2 separate regions of the Mus musculus genome follow, and region 2 is linked to region 1. A link is a contact called in public HiChIP or PLAC-seq data. All regions are on one chromosome and are shown on one strand. The core of a region is the stretch at or near the end of the contact, and the rest is flanking DNA. Distances in the headings are between cores, read along the strand shown.

Evidence for each region. HiChIP or PLAC-seq counts read pairs in DNA pulled down with a chosen protein or histone mark.
Region 2: a contact with region 1 is called in an H3K27ac HiChIP or PLAC-seq map of thymic regulatory T cells, with 7 times the contacts expected there. The contact joins the promoter of Glud1 here to the promoter of Parg in region 1.

What each region holds. Positions count from the first base shown.
Region 1 is chr14:32,199,649-32,203,279 of GRCm38.p6, forward strand. Parg (poly (ADP-ribose) glycohydrolase) reads left to right here and starts at 2,323. Exons shown (of 18, transcript NM_011960.3): 1 at 2,323-2,817. The coding sequence starts at 2,598. It overlaps Timm23 (translocase of inner mitochondrial membrane 23), which reads right to left and starts at 2,243. Exons shown (of 7, transcript NM_016897.3): 1 at 1,995-2,243. The coding sequence starts at 2,100.
Region 2 is chr14:34,308,869-34,312,169 of GRCm38.p6, forward strand. Glud1 (glutamate dehydrogenase 1) reads left to right here and starts at 1,859. Exons shown (of 13, transcript NM_008133.4): 1 at 1,859-2,474. The coding sequence starts at 2,030. It overlaps Shld2 (shieldin complex subunit 2), which reads right to left and starts at 1,649. Exons shown (of 10, transcript NM_001360074.1): 1 at 1,299-1,649; 2 at 172-226.

The sequences.
Region 1 (3,631 bases), core at 1,073-3,572:
AACTCAGGACCTCCGGAAGAGCAGTTAGTGCTCTTAACCACTGAGCCATCTCTCTAGTCCTAGGTTTTTGATTGTAGAAAAGTCTATCAAAGCAGATCGTCCACATCACATTTCTAACAATCTTGCTAACAGAATCTCTTTATTACGGCAAGGAGACTCTCTGCTTTCACCCAGAGATGAAGCTTAATGGAACAGAAAATACAGACTTTCAGGTTAACTTTAAATCTACCAACTTTGAAAACAAAAAATAATCTAGCAAGAAAAATTAATGTTCATAGATTTTAAATATACTATTTGGGGTCCTTTTGTATCTTGGTTGATTGCTCACAAATGTATGCACTAAGCATGATTCTATTGATCAATTCTTTTTTTTTTTTTTTTTTTTTTTTTTGGTTTTTCGAGACAGGGTTTCTCTGTGTAGCCCTGGCTGTCCTTGAACTTAGAAATCCGCCTGCCTCTGCCTCCCAAGTGCTGGGATTAAAGGCGTGCGCCACCACGCCCAGCCTATTGATCAATTTTAAGTCCTGTTATTTCAGACTTCCAATTGTTACACAAGCATCCCATCTCATACCAACCATTTCTTACTTTCTCTTATCCCTTCAACACACTTTCTCTGTAGAAATTATGAAATCAGCCCTAATGGCTTTCATCTACAATTAGATCAAATCTAATCCCCCCTTCCTTGCTTATAAAAGCTTGTATTTGTTGCTGTTTCCTGCCTCTCAACTCTTTTTTTTTTTTGGTTTTTCGAGACAGGGTTTCTCTGTGTAGCCCTGGCTGTTCTGGAGCTCACTTTGTAGGCCAGGCTGGCCTCGAACTCAGAAATCCGCCTGCCTCTGCCTCTCGAGTGCTGGGATTAAAGGCGTGTGCCACCACGCCCGGCTTGCCTCTCAACTCTTACAATCAATCTTGTATCAGTTCATTCCCTTGCAACTCTAAAGACAAACTGACCCAATAGCTTCTCAAGAAACACAGCAGGTTTGTTCTGTCTCTCAAGCACTTGTTGCTAAATTCAGGTCACAGCTCTAACTTCAACTCCCAAGCTGTTTTCTCTAACCTGTTCTCCAACAACCTTCACGGCCCATCACCACCACCACCATCTCAGGGTCCTATTTCAATTGCCATGTCATCTATCACTAACTTCTGTGTCCTCACGTTACTCTCCTCAGTAGTATGTGTACTCTCTCACCTTAAGTAGTGCCCTTCATGTTATGCAACTGAGATATCCTAAGATACACATAAATTGTGTCCTGGACTCAAGTTTTGACAGCAGACATTAGGGTTATCAAACGGCTTTCTGAATGTTTTTAAGTGTAAAGGTTTTACTTAGAGGATTAGCAAGAAGAAACACTTTAGTAAAGTGTTATTAAACATTAACTCCCAAGCTCTACTTATCCAGTCGAATATCCATAATTACAAAACATTAAAAGCCTGAAAGACATACTTAGGTGATTGAGAAGGGCCAACAGGCTGGGAATTCATGCCTCTGCATCTTTGAATTTGCTTATATCGCTTTCAGAATTTGGCTCTTTTTTCTTGTTTAAAAATCTCTTAAAAGTTTCGTTTGCTTCCCCAGCTCCTTCTGATTTCCTGAATTGTCTCTCACACGCACAAAGAACGAAAAATGTTTTCGCCTAACTGGTTTAGAAATATTTAAAAGCCGTGTGAAAAAAAATTAATAGCGCGCTTGTTATTTGGAATGTTTATTTCTAGAACTAGGGTCTCCTAACAGGGCCAAGCATACAGAAAAGCGTGTGACGAGAAAAGACGGGACGGGGCACTAAAGAGGAGGACATTTTGTGTTTCCTCTCGAAACTAGGTCACTAAAAGAGCTTCCCGGGGATTTACGATCCCCCAAATTCGTTCAGCCTTGAAACCCAATCACCGGCGGTGAATCTCGTAAAGGCGAGCAGGAAAAGGGACAGGAACGTTACACATTTCTAGCTGTCCCAGGAAGGAGTCAGAAAGGGGAGCAGGCGAGGCCCGATACTCACGCGGGACGCCGGCCAAATCAGCGTTCGAGTAACCCGCTCCTCCGGCTCCGAAGAAGCCAGCTAACCCGCTGGTGGATTTGTTGCTACTTCCTCCGCCACCTTCCATGAGGTCGCAGCAAACGGCGGTGGGCTCGCCACCACCACCTCAGGCCGGGGACGTATGCTCGGCCGTGGCCGCGACAAGCAACAGCGGGAAGACCCGCGTTGCTCCTGCCACCTTCACCACGCTGACCTTCCGGGCGCCGGCTCCCGTGAAGTATCGCACTTCCGCTTTACGGCTGTGTGCGGCCCGGAAGTGGGAAGCGCGAGACGGCTGCTTTCCGGTGGTGGGAAAGTGAGCCTGGAGCCGGAGCCCGATCTCGAGCCGAGTGGAAGCGGCGCGTCCCGGGGCTGGTGGGCTCCCTGCTGCCGAGCGGAGGCAAGCGGCTGCGCAGCGAGGGTCTCGCTCGAAGGCCCGAGGAGTGGCAGCCTCCAGGCGGGCCGCTGCGGAGAGGGAATGGTGCGCGGCGCGCCGAGAAGGAGGCGCAGTCCGTCCCTGTCCGGGTTAGTGAATGAGGCTCTCCGCCCGGGCCGGCCCGGGGACTGTGTGCTGCGGGTCCCAGCATGAGTGCGGGCCCCGGCTGGGAGCCCTGCACGAAGCGGCCCCGCTGGGGCGCCGCTGGAACTTCTGCGCCGACTGCCTCGGACTCCCGGAGCTTCCCTGGCAGGCAGAGGCGTGTTCTCGACCCCAAGGACGCTCCCGTCCAGTTCAGGGTCCCTCCGTCCTCGCCAGCCTGCGTCTCGGGGCGGGCGGGACCGCACAGAGGCAACGCCACCTCGTTTGGTACGTGGGAAAAAAAAAATCTTTGTCCTTGTTTCAGTGTGAGGACCAGGAGACTCCAGTCACTCCTAACTGATCTTGTTTCCACCACTCTGATGACCCCGATGTTCAATCACTAGATGCCACTCCAATGAGAGGCGCTACAGTTTTACTAGTGGCATGTGTGTTGTGGAAAACTTTGTTGGACAGGTAGTTACCGGACCTCCCCGGGATACTTTCCTCAGCTTGGATAGAGAATTTGCCCTGTTAAGGAAGTCTAGTTGTGTATGTGAAGCAGAAGGGCGCTTCAGTCTCCAAAAATCGTAAAGAAAGTTGTTGCAGTAGACTCAGTGAGAGCTGACTTCCAGAGTGCAGAGCTGTTAGCCTTAGCTTGCTGGATTGTATTTGTCCCTGGCACACGATGTTGAACACGAGGAACTTGGTCTCTTCTTTCGTACCTTGAAATCTGTGAGGAGAGAGAAACAATAGCACAAGTCAAATACCTGTAACAGAGAGTAATGGATGTTGTTGTTCATGAAGGAGCCATTGTTTTGGTAGGAATTAAGTATACTTAAGTTAGTTATGGTAGTCCAGAAGGTTTGGTACTTACTGTGAGTACTGGAGAAGAAAGTAAAGAGGTACTTCAGATATGCAGTGGGTGCGCAGAATCAACGGTGGAATGGTGAGAGATGGGCTGCAGAGAATTAGGACAGTGATCCTACTCTGCTGAGTAAGTGTGGACAGTACTAAGGATCTTGAATTTTACATTTTCAGGGCAGTGAGAGGCTATTAAAGAGTGTTCAGTTGTGTGAAGGGGCGGGGTAAGGCAAGGACTTGG
Region 2 (3,301 bases), core at 609-3,108, 2.1 Mb after region 1:
TCAAAAGATATGCTTCCATGTGCTCACAGACACTAGTCAGGCTAATGCTTAAACCTCAGGATTTGGGAGTCTTATTCTTTTGAAACTTTAGGTTCTAGGTAGAATGTTTTGTTTTGTGTAATATAAAATCATAGAGTGATAATATTATCAAGTGAAAAGGAAATTTGGTACCTTAATCTTTTCACATCAAGCCAAAATCATGCTGCAGGCCGGAGAATCTTTTTTGCTAAAAAAACACAATACAAATATAATTAATGGTTATCATTTATTGTTTATTACAAATATAACTATATTTTATTATATCAACCACTGTTTATATTGATGTAATTAATATTAATACATAATAAATACAGTTAACGGTTATCACTCAGCAAATAAGATAAGATATAAGTCACTGGGAAGGAAAGCTCAATATTGCTTTAGAGTTCGCTGAGATAAATGAATGCAACTTAACTGGTCTAGGTTGTCACTTCACGTGTACAAAACATTTTAAGAACTAAGAATTTCTCTTTCATGCTTAGTAGATGAATAAAGTCATGTAAGAGATGAATAGTGTCACAAAGTCCAAGGGTTTACAAAATCGCCAAGGCACTCTGGGGTGATTTTACTAGTAATGTGGCACGTGATAGGTAGCTTGACTTAAAGGATGTTAGTGTGTGTGTGTGTGTGTGTTCAACTGGATTTTCTTGTAGCTTTGTTTGAGAAAAATGAGTATCTCATGTTGCCCAGGCTGGAATCAAACTCTATCCTCCTGCCCCCACCTCTCAGGTTCTGGGGTTCCCAGAGTGTAGCACTCAAGCCTGGCTACCATTGTGAAAATTATAACTTAGTAATCAGATCCTAGACCATTTAAATAATATGTGTATGTATATATATATGTATATATATGTGTGTATATATATGTGTGTGTGTATATACACACACACACACACACAGGATGTCACATTCCTTTAATCTAAGCACTCAGGCACTCAGACAAGGCCAGCCTGATCCATAAAGTGAGTCGCAGAAATTAAATATATATACTGAGACATTATATTTCTAGTTTACTTTAGGACGTGATTCCAAAAGAGGGGCACACACTCAGTCAATGGTGGAGTTACAACTATGTGCGGGTGTGCTGACTCAAGCCTGTAATCCTAGCACTCAGGGGAGTGGGCTGGGGGAGCAGAAGCAGGCAAGTTCCCATGAGTTCTGGGCAAGCCTGGGCTACAGGGGCCCTGACTTTTCAAAAAAAAAAAAAGGTAAAATAAAGTGGCACGCGAAAGAGTCAACAATGCTTTGCATAACTGTTTTACCTCAAAATCGCTGAAGTTGCCTACAACAAATTAAAACCTTGTGCAAAGTAAAGGCCTGTGGGGTCAGGGCCTCCCTCCTGTCCTGAGGCTTCTTGCTTTCCCGGTTCCTCAACAGTCGGATTCGGGATGAGTCGGGATTTGCCCCGCGCCTCTTCGGCTTCGGCGCGGCGTCACTCTCCGGCCGGCCGCGCAGCGGATCCGCACACCGTTCCGGCCCAAGGCGGAAAGGAGGGGCCTGGTGACTCATGCGGCCGGGGCTGCTGGCCAGCCAGCGAGGCCTCCCTGCAGTCCGCTTCCACCTCCCAGGCCGCCGCGCGTGCACACGGGACCGACCTTCCGGGCCGCGGCCGCGTCCGACCGCTCTCAGGAGCCCAGGCCTCCGGGCCGCAGCCCGCGCGCGTCCACGCTAGCCCCGCCCCCGCCCGCGAGCATGCGCACCAAGCCCATCTGCAAAGGCGCGCCCCCCGCCGCCGCAGCCGCACGCGCCGCCGCCTGGAGGCCGGGCAAGGCCGCGGCGGAGGCGAGGCCCAGCGCCCTGGGCGGCGCGCGGCCGCCGAAGTCCGTCCTCCCGGTGGGGCGACAAGCGGCGCAGGGGAGGGGACAGCCAGACAAGCAGGAAGCCGCGGCTTAAAAGGGCAGCTCGCGCCCAGCCCTTCCTCCCCGCGGTCCAGGCCTGCGAGCTCCGGTCTTTACAGCTCCCGCCGCACTCGCCTCAGCCCGCCGCCGCCGCCATGTACCGCCGTCTGGGCGAAGCGCTGCTGCTGTCCCGCGCCGGGCCCGCTGCCCTGGGCTCTGCGGCTGCAGACTCAGCCGCGCTGCTGGGCTGGGCCCGCGGACAGCCCTCCGCCGCCCCGCAACCCGGGCTCACGCCGGTCGCCCGGCGCCACTACAGCGAAGCGGCCGCCGACCGCGAAGACGACCCCAACTTCTTCAAGATGGTGGAGGGCTTCTTCGACCGCGGCGCCAGCATCGTAGAGGACAAGCTGGTGGAAGACCTGAAGACCCGGGAGAGCGAGGAGCAGAAGCGGAACCGGGTGCGCGGCATCCTGAGGATCATCAAGCCCTGCAACCATGTGTTGAGCCTCTCCTTCCCCATCCGGCGCGACGACGGCTCCTGGGAGGTCATCGAAGGCTACCGGGCCCAGCACAGCCAGCACCGCACGCCCTGCAAGGGAGGTGAGCGCCCTCCGGCCCCTTTCTGTCCTCCCTCCCCTCCAGACTCCCGTAGCCCGGGCCGCTACTCGGCCCAGCCCAGTTCTGCAGGCCGTGCCCCGCTTCGGGCTCCCCCGCCTCGGGTGTGGCAGCCTTAGAGGATACTGATTTTTTTTTTCCGCCCTAAAACTACCACGTAATATGCCAGCCTTTTTACTGGGCAAGTCTTCACCCCAAGCCTCTGCTTGTGTTGATGCTGACTTCACTGAGGACACTGTACAGCTTTTCTTTAGCCTCGGTGCCTGTCATGTCATAGACCGTGAACCCTTAACGCCAGCAGCCGACGATACAAGAACAGAGAAAAATTATCTTCTTTTTGGAGTTGGAATCTTGAAAGTTTGATTAACCAGCGCAGCTTACTAATCTTCTAAATTATTATAATTTTACACTGATGGCTTTTTGTGTTGTGCCTCTTTTCTCCCCTTGGAAAATGTAAAATATCGAGCAGAGTAAGGTCTCTGACAAACAGGGCGACCTGACATTAAATCTAAAGGGTGTAGACTACAGAACTGCCTGCCAGCCAATAGAATGAAATAGCCCTGGGGGTGTGTTCTTGTCCTGGCTAGTACCAGAATTGAGCCTAGGCAAAAGGTAGAGTCCTTAGGGAGTTGAATCAGTTAGATTTGGTAGTTACCAGGGTATCCTGTGGTTTAAACTTTTGGGATGTGTGTAGATTGGCTTACAGCCTTTTTTTAGGGAAGAAAAATACGTTTTTCATTTTCTCTCCACTACAGTACACAATCATACAGCGTTAAAGGTGCTTTAAAAAAAAAAAAGACTATTAAAAGAAA